Linked DNA regions of Mus musculus: region 2 is linked to region 1. Evidence: chromatin contacts called from public promoter capture Hi-C data. All regions are on one chromosome and are shown on one strand. Each heading gives the region's core, a stretch centred on a gene start, on an enhancer-like site or on the middle of the called end of the contact. The rest is flanking DNA. Distances are from core to core; before and after follow the strand shown.

Region 1 (7,929 bases), core at 1,484-3,983:
TGTGAGTGTGTGCGTGTGTCATGCTATGTGAAGTTTTGGTTTCAGCCTTTGTCTTTTAATTTTTTTGGCTGCTGATCCCCAGGACAGTGAGCAGGCTGGCTGGGATAGGCAGCAGTGGCTCTTGTGTAAGGGTTCTAGAGTGAGGCCATTTCCTGAGGTTTATTAAAACTGAAAGGGAATGGATACAGAAGCAGGCTCGGCTGTAATCATTTCAGTAACTTCGGATAAACTGACCCTCAGGATTTCACAATTGCTAATTAAGGCGGAGAGCTCACTGCTTGGAGGCAGGTGTAAGGCGGGCGTAACTCATCTATAAAACTACCGTGTTAGAGAAGTAAGTGGGATAAAATTGATGCTTTTGTAAGCTTTTGAATGATGATGTCAGCCTGTGAGTTCTCTGTCCTAAGCAAGTGAGGTTTATGACTATCAAGAAATAAACCCACAGCCATGACTGCAGCCAGGCACATATGTCTGTGGGCATGGAGGCTTACAATAAGTCCTGTTTGGTCAGTTTATACCTGCTGGACTTTGAACTGTCTGGCAGCCGCTGGTGTTAAATATTCCCAAAAGCACACATTGTTGCCAAAACAGGAAAGCCAAGAACTTTGACTGTTTACAGTACTTTTGGGTTTATATTCAAAGGTGAAGCTTTTCCTAAAGGCATAAGAAGGGTATGTGGCTTCCCCCCCCCCCCCTTTTTTTTTTTTTAAGGTTGGGCCTGTTACTACTTTGGGAATACATCTCTGGAAGGCTATATGTGTAGCTATGGCTGTCTGAGAACTGTAGTGTTAGCATGTTTGATACTGAAACAGTCCCAGAGGAATTTTACTTGGCACCATACCCTCCTCCCTTCTACTTCCCATTTGATGGTCAGGGGGGTTCATGAGGGTGTCTTCCCACAGGCACTCAGCCCTCATCAAGGGCTTTTGGCAGAGAGTTGTTCTCTGTCTTCCCTGGGGAAGCCCTGTTCTCAAACATGCCTCCCCAGACCTCACCTTGGCCCCAGACTTCCTTCTCTGAATCATCTTGCAATGCAGCATACAGTATGTACAATAATACAGTGACCTAGAAACATGTACAGTATCCAGCTTAAGATCTGTAAGATGTGTCCCAATTTTTTTGCTGACACACATCAGGCTGTATGACTTGAGACTTCGATATCTCTTATATTAAATGACTTGACTGCGTTCAGAAAGGGCCCAGGGCTGAGAGCACCTTCCACCTGCCCACAGTGTGCCATCCGGGATACCTGCCCACACACAGAGTGAGCACTGTGTAGTTTCGATTGGCCACAGGGTCCTGTTTGTCTTTAAAGCATTAAACTTCAGCAGTCCCTGAGTGTGGACATGTAGTGTAGTTGCTGCTGTCAAGACAACAGTGAGTGGCTGGCATGTTTTTAGAAGTTTCTAAGGGGCTTGCACTTAGAAATCAGACAAGAGAAAGAATAATTTAAGAGAACCCTGATAGGATACAATAGAGGTAATTACAGCTTTGCTTTATAGGCCAGCGATGTGACGGGCCAGGCAGCTATGTTTGTCCTGTGAATTGACCTGCAAATCAAGACAGTGCAGTACTATTCCTCCTGGTGGTGTCCAGCTGTCTGGCGCAGAGCCTCGCAGGTGGAACGTCGTGAAGGGCATGCTATAATTACAGCACTGTGATGTGGCGTTATTGCACCACTCAAGGGCACGCCACTGTCGTCTACCCACTGGGGTGTCGCAAGAACGAGATTTGTGAGTTTTACTTCATGTGGGCTTTTGCAGTAGCTGGCCGCCGCTCCCTCCCAAACTTTCTGTTCTTTAAGATGAAGGTGAACTTAGGGAGGCCATAGTCTTAGAAGAAAGCTGTTTTCTAGAGTGTGTTTGGAAGGAAGGATCTAGAAAACAAATGGGTTGTGTTGTGCAGGCTCACGGCTTCCCGACCAGCATGGCACCGGAGCTCGCCTTGCCTGTGTTTCTGTAACACAGCAGTTTAAAACATCAGAGAGCCTTTTCTAATGCAAACACTCAGATAGGAAATGCAGGCGTTTCTGCTTAAACCAAGTCTGACTTGGTCAGATTTGGCCGATTATTCGGTCGATAATTATTTTCATACAGATTTATCCCCCCCCCCCCATGTATAATCTTAACAACCAAACCAAAAACCTAAACTTAGTTGGTTTCTTGTTTTTGAAAGGTTTTGTCAAAGCAGCAGTTATTTTAAATTTGAAAAGCTTTAGATGTTAAACTAGAAATGAAACCAAACAGTTGTATCTCTCTCTATATATGTGAGTTTTGCCTCTTTTATGTCAAAATTTATTGTAATTTCTTTGAAAAGTAGGGAACAATTAAGCAATACTATAAATCCATCTTTTGTTTTTAAAATAAATTTTATAGCAGAAAGGATGGCTTGATTTCTAAATAAGCTTGCTCATAGTCTTGGAATAACGTATCAGCCCCATTAGGAGTTCTGTAATTGTGGTCTGCATCCCCGAGATGCACCTGCCGGGTTCTGAGTAATCCTTAGGGAATAGTGAGAGCAGGAAAGAGCAGACAACAGCAAACAATTTACCCAGACAGATTCCTCAAGACACATTAAAGAGTAGTTTTGAAAGAAAACTTGAAGAAATAGTAAGCACTTACCAAAGGTGGGCAGTGCTGGGATGCGGAGTCCTTCTTCTGTGCAAGGTGCTGAGGTCTGAGGAGCAGGATCTGTTCTCACGCTGGCTCGCTGGCTCGGTGAAACTGGAGCCGGCTGTTCCAGTGGGAGGGATTTAAGTGTAGGAGTTGAGCCCTCGGGGCGTAGAGATGCACCTGATATTCCTCCGCCTGCAGCTACAATTCAAGTGTTTGCACCCACTGAGCTCCACGTAGCCTCACTGAGCAGGGATCCAGAGAGTCCTGTGCCACTCCAGGTGCCCCACAGGACTCTAGGTTCACGGTGTGTGGGGTCCTGGGAGGGCTGCCCAGTTGCAGAGGAATCAGGATATCTGGATGCAGAGTCTAGTGCTGATGTACTTGTATCACAAGCACTTGATGCTCATTAAAGACTCAGGTGTAGAGCTTCGCTTGCTCGCTTCAGTACTCCAGCATAGGAACATAGAAGCAGAGAAATATAACTTTGTCCTGAAACACATGTCACCGATGGAAACATGACAAGTGTTTTTGCTGTGATGCCCAGAGAAGCCTCTGGCCACCTCTGCGATTTCTACCCTTCTCTAGGAGTTTTGTTGAGGTCACCGGGAGAACTAGGGTGGCAGAGAGGATGCTAACCTTGCTGCCTTGTCACAGGGACCTGCCGGAACATGCCCAGGGCCTGTACTGGTTGTGGAGCTGACATGTGCTGTCTGTCATTTGGGCGTCGGCAGTGTGTTCACCTTCACACCCCCTCTTTAAGTAATAACTTAGATTTTAAATTTTGGAGCCATTTTACCATCCCCTACCCCCACCCCCCACCCCACCCCCAGTGTTTACTTGTTTGCTTTGAGGCTTGTGCGGGCTGCAGTGGAGGCTGGAATGTGATGTCAGTTTGGGGACAGGGAAAGGACACTGTGATAGCTGGCTAGGCTCTTGGTCATACCTGAAGCTGCTGGCAAGGGCCAGCACGCATTTAAGACTTTAGATTTTACTTGGCTTCACCTTTATGTTTAATTCTTTAAAACCTAGTTTAGTTACTTTGTCTCATTCCTAGGAAGAGTCTAAGCCAAATGCTCAGTCTTATAAGAACAGCGAGCAGTTCCCTAGGGTTTCTCACATCTCTAGCTGAGTAGCAAGTTACCTTAAGCTCTGCTCTGAGACAGTCACCAGTTTGTTACAGTTTGTTACATCTGTCTGGGCGGAGGTGGTCTGTACTGGTTCCGGTTCCCCCAGGCAGTGCTTCTACTCTGTGGGTGTTTACTGAGGCTTCCCGGTATGGTGAAGTCCTCTAGCTACTCTGCCACTTTCCGGGACTCCACAGTAGAGGGTAGCCTTTGGACATCTCAGGACTTGAAGAGAGCAAAATGGAGAGGCAAGGCTGAGAATTATCTCAGTGCCGTTTCTGCTGCACCTCTTTCTGGAGCAGTTGGGGCAGGCCAGCTTCTTAGGAAGGCTGGCAGGGACTTGCTGAAAGTCTTACCCTTTCCCCTCTGCTCTCACTCACCTTTTGCTGAGAGTTTTACTCCTTGATTCTAATTTGCAATCTGGACTTCAGGTGTTTTTAATGGACCCCCTTAACTCTTTGCCTCCCACATCCTCTTGAGGGCCATCCCTCCTCCCTTTGTGCTGCCCTCTCACTTGGGCCAGTCCTATCTTTGCTGTGTCATAGCTTCTACATTTCCTTCCCTCTTCTTTTTTGTATTTCATAGTCAGTGAGGGCAGTGCTATACTAATCCCTAAACCCTCCAACAGACGTATTGGCCTAATGCCACTTTACAGTGCTTTCTTCCAAGGAGAGTCTTCATGCAGCAGGAGTTCTGATCTGAAGGGTGACATTTAGTGAGCATCCCCTGTTTTGAGGCCCAGCCTTGCCACCATGTCCCTACATGGCCTGGCATCTGTGGCTTGATGATATCCACACGCTCTAGATGTTGATCAAGGGCAATCTCTAGCTTTATGAGAGAGAGAGAGAGAGAGAGAGAGAGAGAGAGAGAGAGAGAGAGAGAGAGAGAGAAAGAGAGAGAAAGAGAGAATATGAATGTTTTTCCTCCTCTTCTTTTTCCTTATATTCTCAGTTTCCTTTACTATATCTTCTAGTATTTCTATGAAGCATATTCCACAGTCAGGATCTCTGGTTTCTGGGGGGGTTTGAGTAGCCCTGCTTTGATACCTTGTTCTAACTGCTCTGAATAGTTCAGTGAGTTTCTTGCAGGATAGGAGGGCTTGGGGACTTTATGTAGGGATTCAACTCTGTCTGCTGCAGAGTGGGGTTTCTTTATTGCTGCTGGTTGACAGAATGATCAAGAGTTGATGATAGCCAAGACCTTGGGCTTTTAATAGGTTCTGTTGTGTAGGTCAGGGACTGGCAGTGCTTCCTCTTTGGTTCCCCACTGAAGGTTCATGTGCTTGTAACCTCCTAGTGGTTCTTTCTGTTGCTATGTTCCCTGCCCTCTTTGACTTCTTTGCTTATGCCTTAGAAAGTGAAGGATGGGGCTGGAGAGAGAGCTTAGCATTAAAAACACTGGGTGCTCTATCAGAGGACCTAGATTCAATTTCTAGCACCCACACAGTGGCTTGAAACTATAGCTACTGTCCCAGGGGATCTGATGCCCTCTTCTGGCCTCTGAAGGCACCAGGCATGCCCATGCAGGCAAAACACCTACAGATACCAAAAAGAAAAAAAGAAAAAAAAGGAAAAAAAGAAAAAAAAGAAAAAAAAAAGAGGAGGCCTTTCTTTTGCCACTAGTGAGGTCTGAACCCTTGTGTTTGGTCTCACTCCTCTGCATGACCTAAATGTCTTGATGAAGTTTCTGAGAAGTAAAATCTTAGGGGGTAGGACTGGGAGTGGCAGTTGGCATTTCCTGAGCATCTTCCATGTGGGTCCTTGGTGCTGAGTGGTACTTGCATCATTCCCTGTAGTCACAGGAGCTGTTGTGCACCTGCTTTATAGGAGTTAAATGAGCACAGAGCGGTTAAGTAACTTGACCCAGGTACCTAGTCTGGTAGGTCACAGTTTCATCATGTGACATGGGAGGTAAGATGGGGTATAGAGTGGGTGTCTGGGGCAGCTGCCATCTCTGGACAGCAGCATCTCAATCGAATGCAGACAGGTGCTGTTGGGTATAGATAGTGCTGTGACTCTAGTCTGCTGCATCAGACTCTTTTCCTGGGTCCCTGCTGGAGCCATCTGTGGCACACTTCCCTGCAGGGTATGGAAGGCAGAGCAGTGTGTTGGGTTAGCCTAGGTACTCCTCCACAGCACGGCTTGGCTCTGAGCTCACTTCCTGTCCCTTCAACATCTCTTTGCCTGTTCTTGGGCTGTCCCCTGCAGTGCAATGCAGGGCTGCGTAATGTGGGAGAGGGTCAGCACAGGCTTTGCCAGGCCTGTTGAGTCATTTCACACAGCAGCCTCTCTCACAAAACATTTTTGAAGAAGGAAGGGAAGTCACTTATTTTCTGACCTCCTTACAAATAGTCACAAGATGATTTTTCCTGTAATTTTTTGTGCTCCTTTTGTGAGGAACATCTGGAAAGTAAAAAGGAAATGGGAATTGTTGTAGTGATGTCACAAGTCTGGTTTCAGCTTCCCAGTGCCCTGTGATGCCCCGGGGCAGTTGGAGGCAGCAGGCAGCTCACACTGGGGCTCTCTACTCTGGTCTCCCCAGAACTTGAGTTCTGTGTTGGTGACATGATTGGGATAGGAGTACAGGGTCCTTGGGTGGCAGAGGACAACAGCAGCTCCATCTTGCCCAGTTCCAGATTCCTGGGGCGTGCACATGCTTCTGCGGTTTGTGGGAGTTGTGCACTCCTGAGCTTTTTAAGAGGAATAGCCGAAGGCCCAGGGCCTGTCCCAGGTTTTAGGAGTCTGGCTTTGTTTGACCTTGCCTTCATGGCTTCTTTCCCATTGAAGAGGGTATCTTTTAGGGGTTTTTAATTGGAATTCCTTTCAGTTAGGATTGTAATAGTAAGAGACTATCCAGAGAAACAAATGATTTTGCCAAGCCCTTAATAACCTGGTCTTGAGCTAGCTCTGAGGTGATGGATGGCCCTTCCCATCATGCCTTATTCTGCTTCCCAAGCCTCCCTCCTATTCCATTTGTGTTAAGGTACATCCCGACTGGACTGTGAAAAGCTCTGTTCCTAGTGGTCTGGACACTTTCCTAGACTTGGGTTTTGGCCCTAGGCACTGCTCTTGTTTTGCTCAAAGCCACAGGACAGACCTGGAGCTGTAGCCCAGGGGGCAAGTGTTGCTGTTCAGTAGACAGAGCTGCTCCGAGCTTCTGTAGGCCCAGCGGGGCATCTGGCCAAGATGGGGGATGATCCACCCTCCTCCTCCTGTGCTCCTACTGCCTAGAACCTCTCCAGGATTGGCCAGAGGTGGGCTGTGATCATAGATTGCTCCACTGAGGCCTGTGTTCCAACCCCACAGCCTTAGGGGTCCACAAGGCAGAAGGTGGACATGTTAGTGGAGCCCTTAGTGCTGCCGTACAGACTTTAGGACTCAGGTGTGTCCAACCTTTTGACATTGGAACACAAAATTCTTGTCTACAGAGTTCATGCTCAAGAACCTGCAATTGAATTACCAAAAACAAAACAAAATAAAATACCGAAGACCACGCCCCCTAAAAACAAAAACAAAAACAACAAAATCCTCTCAATGTTTTAAGTAGCTTTACAGTTTTACGTGGAGGCTAGGGCTGCATTTATCACTCTCCCTCAAAGTGTGTGAGAAAGTTTTATTGTTCGCATGTTCTCCAGAGAGAGGGTGGATGTAGAGCTTAGGGAACCTGACGGCTCAGAGGTGTGACACCGTCACTTAGGTTTTAATTTCTTGATTAAGGTGATGCCACTCTAGGCTTTTATAGACTGGAGATACTTTATTTTGTTGAGTACGCAAGATACTTTTTCTACAAAGGCCCGCAAGGGTGAGTGGTGTCTCTGAGTGGTGCCCTGTGGTGGGAGGCCTGGCAGCACCAGAATGTGGCCTGTGGGCAGCTTGTGTAGGGCGCATGTTCTCCTGGCTCTTCTGCCTCTGAGCTGTATGGAACCAGGTTCCTGTGGCTCTTGAAGAGCCTTCAGGGTGAATGATTGAGGGTGAAAGGCTTTTTGCTTGTGTTTGTGTAAACAGTCCCTGGTTCTTCCCGTCCCTCCTGGTGTTGGTTGGCGCCAATGCTGTGTCTAAAGGGAAACCTGAAACTCTGTGCGCTGCGGCTCGCTTTGTCTTTGATTGGGAAATTCAGTTTGAGTTTGTGAACTTGGGCCAAGTCTTGAGGATTCCCACAGTTTTCCTCACCTGTCTGTTCTCCCAGGCCAG
Region 2 (7,929 bases), core at 3,899-6,398, 220 kb after region 1:
AAGAACTTGGCATCACTGTGTCTAGGTTTGAATATGGGTGATGGATTGGATGACGGTCCATGGCTAGCCATCAATATTGATGGAGTAGCTCCTGAACCTGACACACTGGCCCATAGTCATTTCCAGTAGGAATCTTGGAAATATCCTGAGAGGGGACACAAAGCATTTGTGACTTCTGCCCTTCTGTTACATATTCTTTTCTTATTACGTCTTACTATAGGGCTTAGGGAAGTGTTGAGATCAGGGTATGCTCTACTGTGAGTTACTTCATATGATAGAAAACAATGGTTTATCAAGCTGTGCACTGCCGGAGAGGAACCCATTTCACAAGCAGACTGACTCTATTTTGAGGAAGAAAGATGACTGCAGCACCTGGGGATACCCAGGGAACTGCATAATCCCTCAGATGTCATCCATCCTGCACTGGCTAAATATGACGTGTTCCTGGGAATACAAAGAGGACCATCTTATAAGCTTATTGGGAAGATTTTAGACACATGGATGCATTTGAATCATATTGTGGAAATCAAACCCCAAAGGTTGTTGTACATAACAGTTGGAAAGAGTACAATTCTCTCCCCCAGACCTATGAAGCAATAGGCACTTAACCCTGCCATGCTCCAGCACCAACCTGTGACACGATGTCTGTCCTGTGTGTGAAGGACTGAGGGTTACCCCACTTGGTATGGTCCCTGTTATTGACACACAGTCTTCTGCTACCTGCCTGCCTGCCTGTTTGCCCATCTGGACATGGATCTGACCTACTGCTTCCTGATCCTGATCTCTGGTTTGGTCTTGTCACATGTTAGCTGAATTCTGCAGCACTGCTTTCAAACCCAGCTTTAGCAGCTCTGGAAACAGCTCCCTCTCTTACACCGGTCTGCTTTGCTATCTCATCTGTATAGACTTTTTCTCAGCCCACTTCTGAAGCTTCCTGAACTCTGGTATAGCCTCTTTAACTTATACTTGTTTTGTAGCCTGTGTGTGTGTGTGTGTGTGTGTGTGTGTGTGTGTGTGTGCATGTGTGTGTGTGTGCATGTGTGTGTGTAAGAAGATGTATATATGTAATTTACTATGTTCTGTGTGTTTTGTGATATGAGAATTAATATTAAGATTGGGATGAAAAAAACCTGCCTTTTCCTTAGCAAAACTACCAACATGGTAGAATTTTATGATAAATGACTATTATTGAAACTGTTGAACTTTGTGAATTTATTGTTATTCAGTAAATTATGACATTGTAAAAAAGACATAAATATGTTTATCTATTTTTCTGGAATAGTATATTCATGACAGGAGGGGAAGACAACAGAAGACTTCTTCAAATTAATGCCCCAAATAATCACCTCAAGGATTCTCACTCAGAATTCACTTTGGAAATGAGGTGAATGTAGTGGTAGTGCTGGACCCAGGATAGCCAGAAGCAGGGAGGGTCTTGCTTTCCTGCCCCTCTGCTTGGGGTCAGAGTCAGTGCTTTCTCTGTGTGGTGAGCCAGGTCAGTATCCTCATGCCTGAGGACTCATGAACCCAGAGAAGGACATGGAGGCATAAATTGGCCTTTGGTGGTAGAGACAAGCCCTGGGCCCAGGGAACTGTGGCAAGGGTCACCCGAAGGTAGGCCTGACTGGGCCCGATTTCTCCATTCAGTCTCTTGTTTTGTCATAAAACATGAGATGTATGAAAGTCTCAGAGAAGACTTCTCAGGTTTGAAATGTGTCTTCTTCCCAACAGTGAGGAGAGCTGGAGGGCTCTGTGCTGTATTATATCCTGGCCAGCAGTTCAGAGGAGCAGGTGGCCTGGCATGGTTTCCACCTCTGTCACTAGAAGGGTCAGTGGATAGAGCTCTGGCAGGCACCAAAGGGCCCCAGCATCTTTGTCTCCCCTATAGGGGCGTTCCTTCTGGAACGTGGCCTCTCTGACCTGGACAGTTACAGCCCATGGCAGCACTTACTATGCCTTGACTTTGAGGGTCTTTGTGCCTAAGGTATGAGGGTTGGCTCCATGTTCCTTGGGGAATCAGTCCTGTCTAAAAACATCAATGGTGGACAGTGTGACACTTGCCAGGGTTCAGAGGTTCATATCCTAGTTTGTTGACTAACTTCAGATTTTCCTTCCTCCCAGTAAGTACCACCCTCTGAACTGTCTTCTGGGGGAGATAATTAGAGAGGCTTTGGTAAGTCACACAGGACTCTGCTTATACTAGGTACCACCCTCAAGCTGTTCCCCTTTGAACAAGTTGACTGGTTTCTCTGGTCCTCCGTCATGGAAGCCAGGAAGTAGATACCTGTTGTATGTCCCCCTTCACTGTATAACTTCTTCTGCTTCCTGTTCTTTGTGCTAGTGTCCATTTGAATGCTTTCATGGGAACCAGATTTAGGCTCTAAGGCTTGGGGCAGGTGGGGCAGAAGGTAGCTGAGGGGTCTGAGTGATGGGTCTGAGAAGAAGGAAGTTAGAGTCAGCGGGGAGTAATGTGGAGCCTCCACAATGGCTAATTTATCCTCTAACCTATCTACACAGGTCTTTTAGTTGCTGCCCTAGGAACCCAGGGTCCAGGATGCCACCAGCCTTCACCTCCCTGTAGTTTTTATGAGACATGTTTACATGCTTGGGAGACAGCAAAGGTCTGTGACCCAGCAGCAGCTGGAAGGGCCTGTCCTGCAGCTTTGGTAGCTATGGCTTCAGAGTCTGCAGCGATCCTTTCATCTCTTCAGTGCCCTGCAGCCACAGTGTAGCCAGAGTATAGCTAGAGGATGGCTAAATCCTCCGGCAGCTGCCCAGGACTTTACAGCACCGTGGCAACTAGTCTGAGGCTGTCTCCAAGGCAGCACTGCTCACAACCCTCTCCAGCATCCTCATTAGTTTGAGGAACTGTCTAGGTTGCCCTGGAGCTGGGGCTGCAAGGCCTCTGGAGGCCAGGGGCTCAAGGCTTTTGGGGTCAAAAGTAAATTAAAGGCAGGCAAAGAATGAACATGTGGCATGGGGCCTCCTACCACCAACAGCTGTCCTGGTGGGCAAATACCAAGGAAGCTGGAACAGACTGCTGACTAACGTGAGAGAGGAGGCACTAAGCCTGAGAAAAACAGAGAAGCAAATAGCAGGAATACAGACTCTTCTTCAATGGCCACTGTGGTTGCTAGTGTCTGGTTCTTTCTGGGATTCTCTCACTGGCTGGGAAGCTGTCTCATTCTCTAGGGTAGAGATGAGAGTGAGTCTTGTCCCTTTTAAGGGATGGGGGGCGGAGGGTAACCAAAGTCTTGCATGACTGCCTAACTGGCATTCCGTACAGACTGTTGTCACTATTCACCCATCTCTACTTCCATTCATTATACCTTAGGGACCACGTAAGCTCTGAATCTGGGTATCACAGTCATGCTTAGGGTTAATTCCAGGGTGTCAGATTTAGTGAGTGTCTTTCTGGGAAAGACTGAGTGTTCGTCCCAGAGGGACATGAGATAGGCAGGAGAGTGTCACTGGAGATGATCAGTAGAGGCACTGAGAAGGCCCACAAAGATCTGAGCTTTTGTCTAGAAAAGACTAAATCTGTGGGCAGATATGAAGGATGAGGCCCATAGTTCACTGCTGAAGGATGCAAAGAGAAATTTGGTACCCACTATCTAGAAATCAGATCACCAAGCAGAGAAGTCAACTGGTTTAGCCATCTCTGCAGGGTTGTGTGAGATGGAGCAGTCTCTGAGGTGTGAAAGAGGGTGGGCTACCAAACTCTGTGTGTGGCTGCCACATGCTGCCACAGGCACACAAACTTGTCTGTACTCTTGAGATGCACACCAGGCTGGAAGGGATGAGACTTGCTCATATTTACTGCTCTTGTAAGTCTCGAGGCTTTGTTTTGCAGAGACTGACAAATGGAAGCCGATGGTCCTGGCAGACGTGGAGAAGCCTGGAAGGTCACATGTGGGGTTGAACAGTTGGAGGAGAAGCAAGGGAGGGCAACAGCAAGTGTGTTAGGCCAGGTGTGCGACGAAGTGGTGGGACTGAATAAAGGTTGTTGGAGCTTAGGGAAGGATGCCTCAGCAACACTCTCCTTATTTACACTGTTTCCCTAGGGGTGGCTGGCATTATGCATGAGAACAGCCCATAGCTCTGTCATATGCTTGGGACATACATCAGTCTTCCTCATCCTTGGGTACTGACTTTTTAAAATTATGTGATATAAAAGATGCTCTTGATATTTATGTTCAAGTCTTTTAGCATTCTCATAACCCTGACAATCTGCTACTCTGTGTGTGTGCAGGCACAGCGCTGTACCAGACAGACGTAGTTCTCAACTTATGACAGAGCCACAGGGGGCAGTCAGGTACCCTGGAGGGAGATGATTGTATGTTGAAGATTAAAGCTATTAATTTCTAGGGTGTGACAATGGTATTAAGTTCAGGCTCTTGAAAAAAAAAACTTTGCTTTTCAGTAGTGTTTATAGACAGAATCACATTGATGACTGGAGTGTGCTTCACAGTACACAAAGGGAGCAGGAAGACACAAAGGAAATGGGGCTAGGCTGATGGCTGTTGAAACTGCGTGGTGAAGATTTGAGGTTAGTTATACTAGTTATTCCTATTTTGTGTTAAATGATATTTTCTCGAATGAAAACGTTCAATGATAGCTTTGTCCTGTATCTTTGATTTTGGTGCACCTATGTGTATTTGTGAGACAATTGAGAAACCATATAAGATGTTCAGTAAGAAGCACTATGCAAACAGTCCAAGGGGGAGAGTGGGCGTGTGCCTTGCTGAGAAGGTAACTCAGCATGCACAGAAGGAGGAGCAGGCAGCTCAGTGGCTTGTGGCCCAAAGGAAGGTGAGAAACACTGGCCCTGCCGCAGGGCCCTTGTCCTTCTGAAGTCTTGAGTGGGAGTCATACAATCTGAAGTATGACTTGGGAGCAGGGGCATCAGCAGAATGGAGTCCAGCAGACAGCTGGGAAGAAGAGATGGTAGCTGGACCAGAGCTGGAGGTGGTTGTATGTTTGTATATTTGAAGTTGCCAATCCTGTTCTAAGGAGTCCAAAGAGGAAGAACCCACAGCTCCTCCCTGGGAGGGACTTGGAAATTGTCCAAGAATGTGACTCGGGCCTCCACCTACCTATGGGGGCAGTGCCTGTGGACTGTGGTCACCCTTTTTCCACAAAGTTCCCTGTCTCTGAGGTCATGAGGAAGGTGTAGGGCTTATTTTTCCTGGGCCCTCTCTCTGCCCTGTCCAGGGTGACAAGTTTACTTCCCAAGACACCAGAGTTTCTTTGTTCTACTGACCCTGGCATCTTGGAGTGAAATGGTGGCTCATGTCCATGTCAACTGCTGCCTCTTTCCTCCCTGGGCAGAAAAATTCCACTGCATTCTAGAACACCCCCAGAGCTACCTTTAGCTTTTTATACAGTCTCTGGAATAATTTTTTTAGTGAAAAATGTTTTACATTGGAATGTAGCTGCCAGACACCTGCCCAAGCCCCTGGCTGTTAGAGAGAGGCCTTTGCCCACATGCTGTCTGTCTTCTCCGTCTTTCATGCCACACCCAGTTCCAGAAGTCTCAGGTCCTCAGGGAATGAGAGTCCAGTTCAGCCTGGTAATTCCAGAGACTGGCTGGGATCTGCTGAAAGAATTAGTTGCAACACAGCATGATGAGTGGGTGTGTCACATGTTTTTACCACATGCTTAGTGCTGTAAAGCTGTGTTGCTAAGGCAACAGTGTGCCTTGTCAGCAGGAAGCACTTGGGGCAGTACACACACTGCAGCTTCACCCTTGCCCTTAGACTCACATCTGCATCAAGTGGAGCCTAAGTAGGTTCCTACAGGATAGACTTGGGTAGAATGACCTGAAGGCTCTGCTCAGTCTTTCCCCAGAGGATAAAGGGCTGCCATTAGGAGACCCCACATATGCTTGTCATCTGCCCAGAGGCCTAGTGGAGGGTGTCCTATATGCCATGCTTGCCTCCCAGGTCAGGCAGTTGGAAATCACCTTGGTATTTCTGGGTCTCTCATACACTCGTTCACCCTACGTACTCACTCATCCTTCCCTATGCTCTCCAAAACACTGGGGACTAAGCAGCTCTAGTCAACATGACCATTGCATGGCTGTGGATAAATCAGACTGGGCAGCTGGGATCATCTTTCCAAGACAATTCTTCAGATTAGAAGCTGACTATGAAGGCATGTCTGCTCTAGCCCTTGATGGTTCCATAAACTTGCTCTTGAGTCTGACCTACGTCTGTGGACTAGCTGATGGCCATGAGATGTCATTGCTCTGGTCTAGGCAATCACTGAGGACAGGAATATATCACTTCAGGGAGTTCAGAGGTTGGAGAAACGTCTGGTAAATGCCTGTTCCAGATAGCTTGGGTTTAGTGGGTGTCTTAGTGTTTTCATTGCTATGAAGAGACACCATGACTAAGGCAACTCTTATAAAGGACAACATTTAACTAGGGCTGGCTTACAGCTTCAGAGGATCAGTCCAGTATCTTTATGATAGGAAGCATGGCAGCATCCAGGCAGACATGGTGTTAGAGGAGCTGAGAGTTCTGTATCCTGTTCTAAAGGGAAACAGGAGAAGGCTGACTCCTTAGGCAGCTAGGAGGAGGGTCTCAAAGCCCATGCCCACAGTGACATACTTCTTCCAACAAGGCCACGTCTCCTAATAGTGCCACTCCCTGGGCCAAGCATCTTCAAAGTATCACAGTGGGCTATATAGGAAGACACAGTTTATCTTAGCTTGTATCCAGGAGAAAAGTTTGTTAAAAGCATTTTTATAAAAAAGTGAGCACTGGTATCATGAGAGGTTGCCAGATCTTTCAAAGTCATGTTTTCAAACTGCTTACTATTTAGTTTATTCTTGTGGAAGCCTATGTCTATGGAAAGAACACACTTGATTTTGTCTTTCAAATATTTAAATTAGAAGACTCTTGTTATTCCCTCATGGAATTCTTAAACTCTTTTTTGAATGATAAACAGGAACAATTTGTAATCTTAATGTGTTCATAAGATTTCACTGCTGATGTAAATGATATGACCCTTTGAATATTAGATATGTCATGAATAACCATTTTCCATTTACATATGTAGTCCTGAGTGGACTTTTTTTCTTTAAAAACATAATTTGAGTCCAAATAGTTTTTGGCTGCTTCTGCTCAGAGACATCACCAGGTCTATGGGAAGATTGGGAGTCATCTATCTGGGACAAGTTTCAGTCAGGATTCAAGGATATAAGTTCTTTGGTCTAGGTTTCACAGACAAGTTCAGTATCCCATCTAAAGACTGATTTAAACATACTTTAAATTCTTCCAAAGGAGGAAAACACGTAAGAAATGATGCAAGCAACAGCAACACCCTACTTTGGGGAAGTAGATGTATTAGAAGACATTGTCAGCAGAAAGCCCTTTGCCAGAGCCCTCTACTCCACTTGCTTCTCTGCACAATAATGGATGAGACTAGCTTCCTGTGTATAGCCAATGGCTCTGGCATATCCAGAAGTGGCCTTGGATGCTTGGGGATTCTTGCAAGCAGTCCAGCATTTCAGGCACTCAACAGGAGGAAAGTGGTGTGTACAGGTCCCCTCCCTGGAACTCTGCCCTCCCTGGCCCCAACACCCTTTCCAGAGTTTCCAGAGCTGCTCATGGAAAGCTTGTACACCGGACTTAGCTTTGCTCAGCCTTCATTGCACACCAGCTGCTCAGATACCACAGTGTTTTGAAACTCTGTTGTTTGAAAATCTGCCATCTGGGGAGGGGGGTGCTATAGTCATTCCCTCTGGGCTTGGCAGTCCTGGTCTGGGGAAGAGGAACCAGAATGACAAAAAGACACATCTTGGGGGTCAAGAGAATTTGGGGAGATTCCAATGCTAATGGATGATCCTTCATATCATGAGTGTAGTATGTGGTTGTCATGTTGGTTGTTGTATTTACTGGGCTGTCCTGAGGTTCTAGGGAG

The links. Promoter capture Hi-C pulls out the DNA fragments that hold promoters and counts their contacts.
Region 2: a contact with region 1 is called in a promoter capture Hi-C map of hippocampal neurons, with 2.1 times the contacts expected there. The contact joins the enhancer-like site here to the promoter of Zfp750 in region 1. A contact is called at or near these places in 7 of 39 promoter capture datasets (cranial neural crest, embryonic stem cells, frontonasal cranial neural crest and 4 more), 2 of 484 Hi-C or Micro-C datasets (CD4 T cells and nephron progenitors) and 1 of 115 datasets of contacts at active chromatin or transcription factors (pancreatic cancer cells).

Annotation. Positions count from the first base shown.
Region 1 is chr11:121,516,609-121,524,537 of GRCm38.p6, forward strand. It overlaps Zfp750 (zinc finger protein 750), which reads right to left and starts at 2,734. Exons shown (of 3, transcript NM_178763.4): 1 at 2,622-2,734. All of the region lies in intron 13 of Tbcd (tubulin-specific chaperone d), which reads left to right.
Region 2 is chr11:121,735,998-121,743,926 of GRCm38.p6, forward strand. No RefSeq gene overlaps it. Among named protein-coding and RNA genes, the nearest start is that of Metrnl, 38 kb to the left of the region's middle. Within about 2 kb of position 5,149, at least 145 of the 459 cell types and tissues checked have an H3K27ac peak or open chromatin away from gene starts, as enhancers often do. A contact at or near this core is called in hippocampal neurons and pancreatic cancer cells, where this site is marked.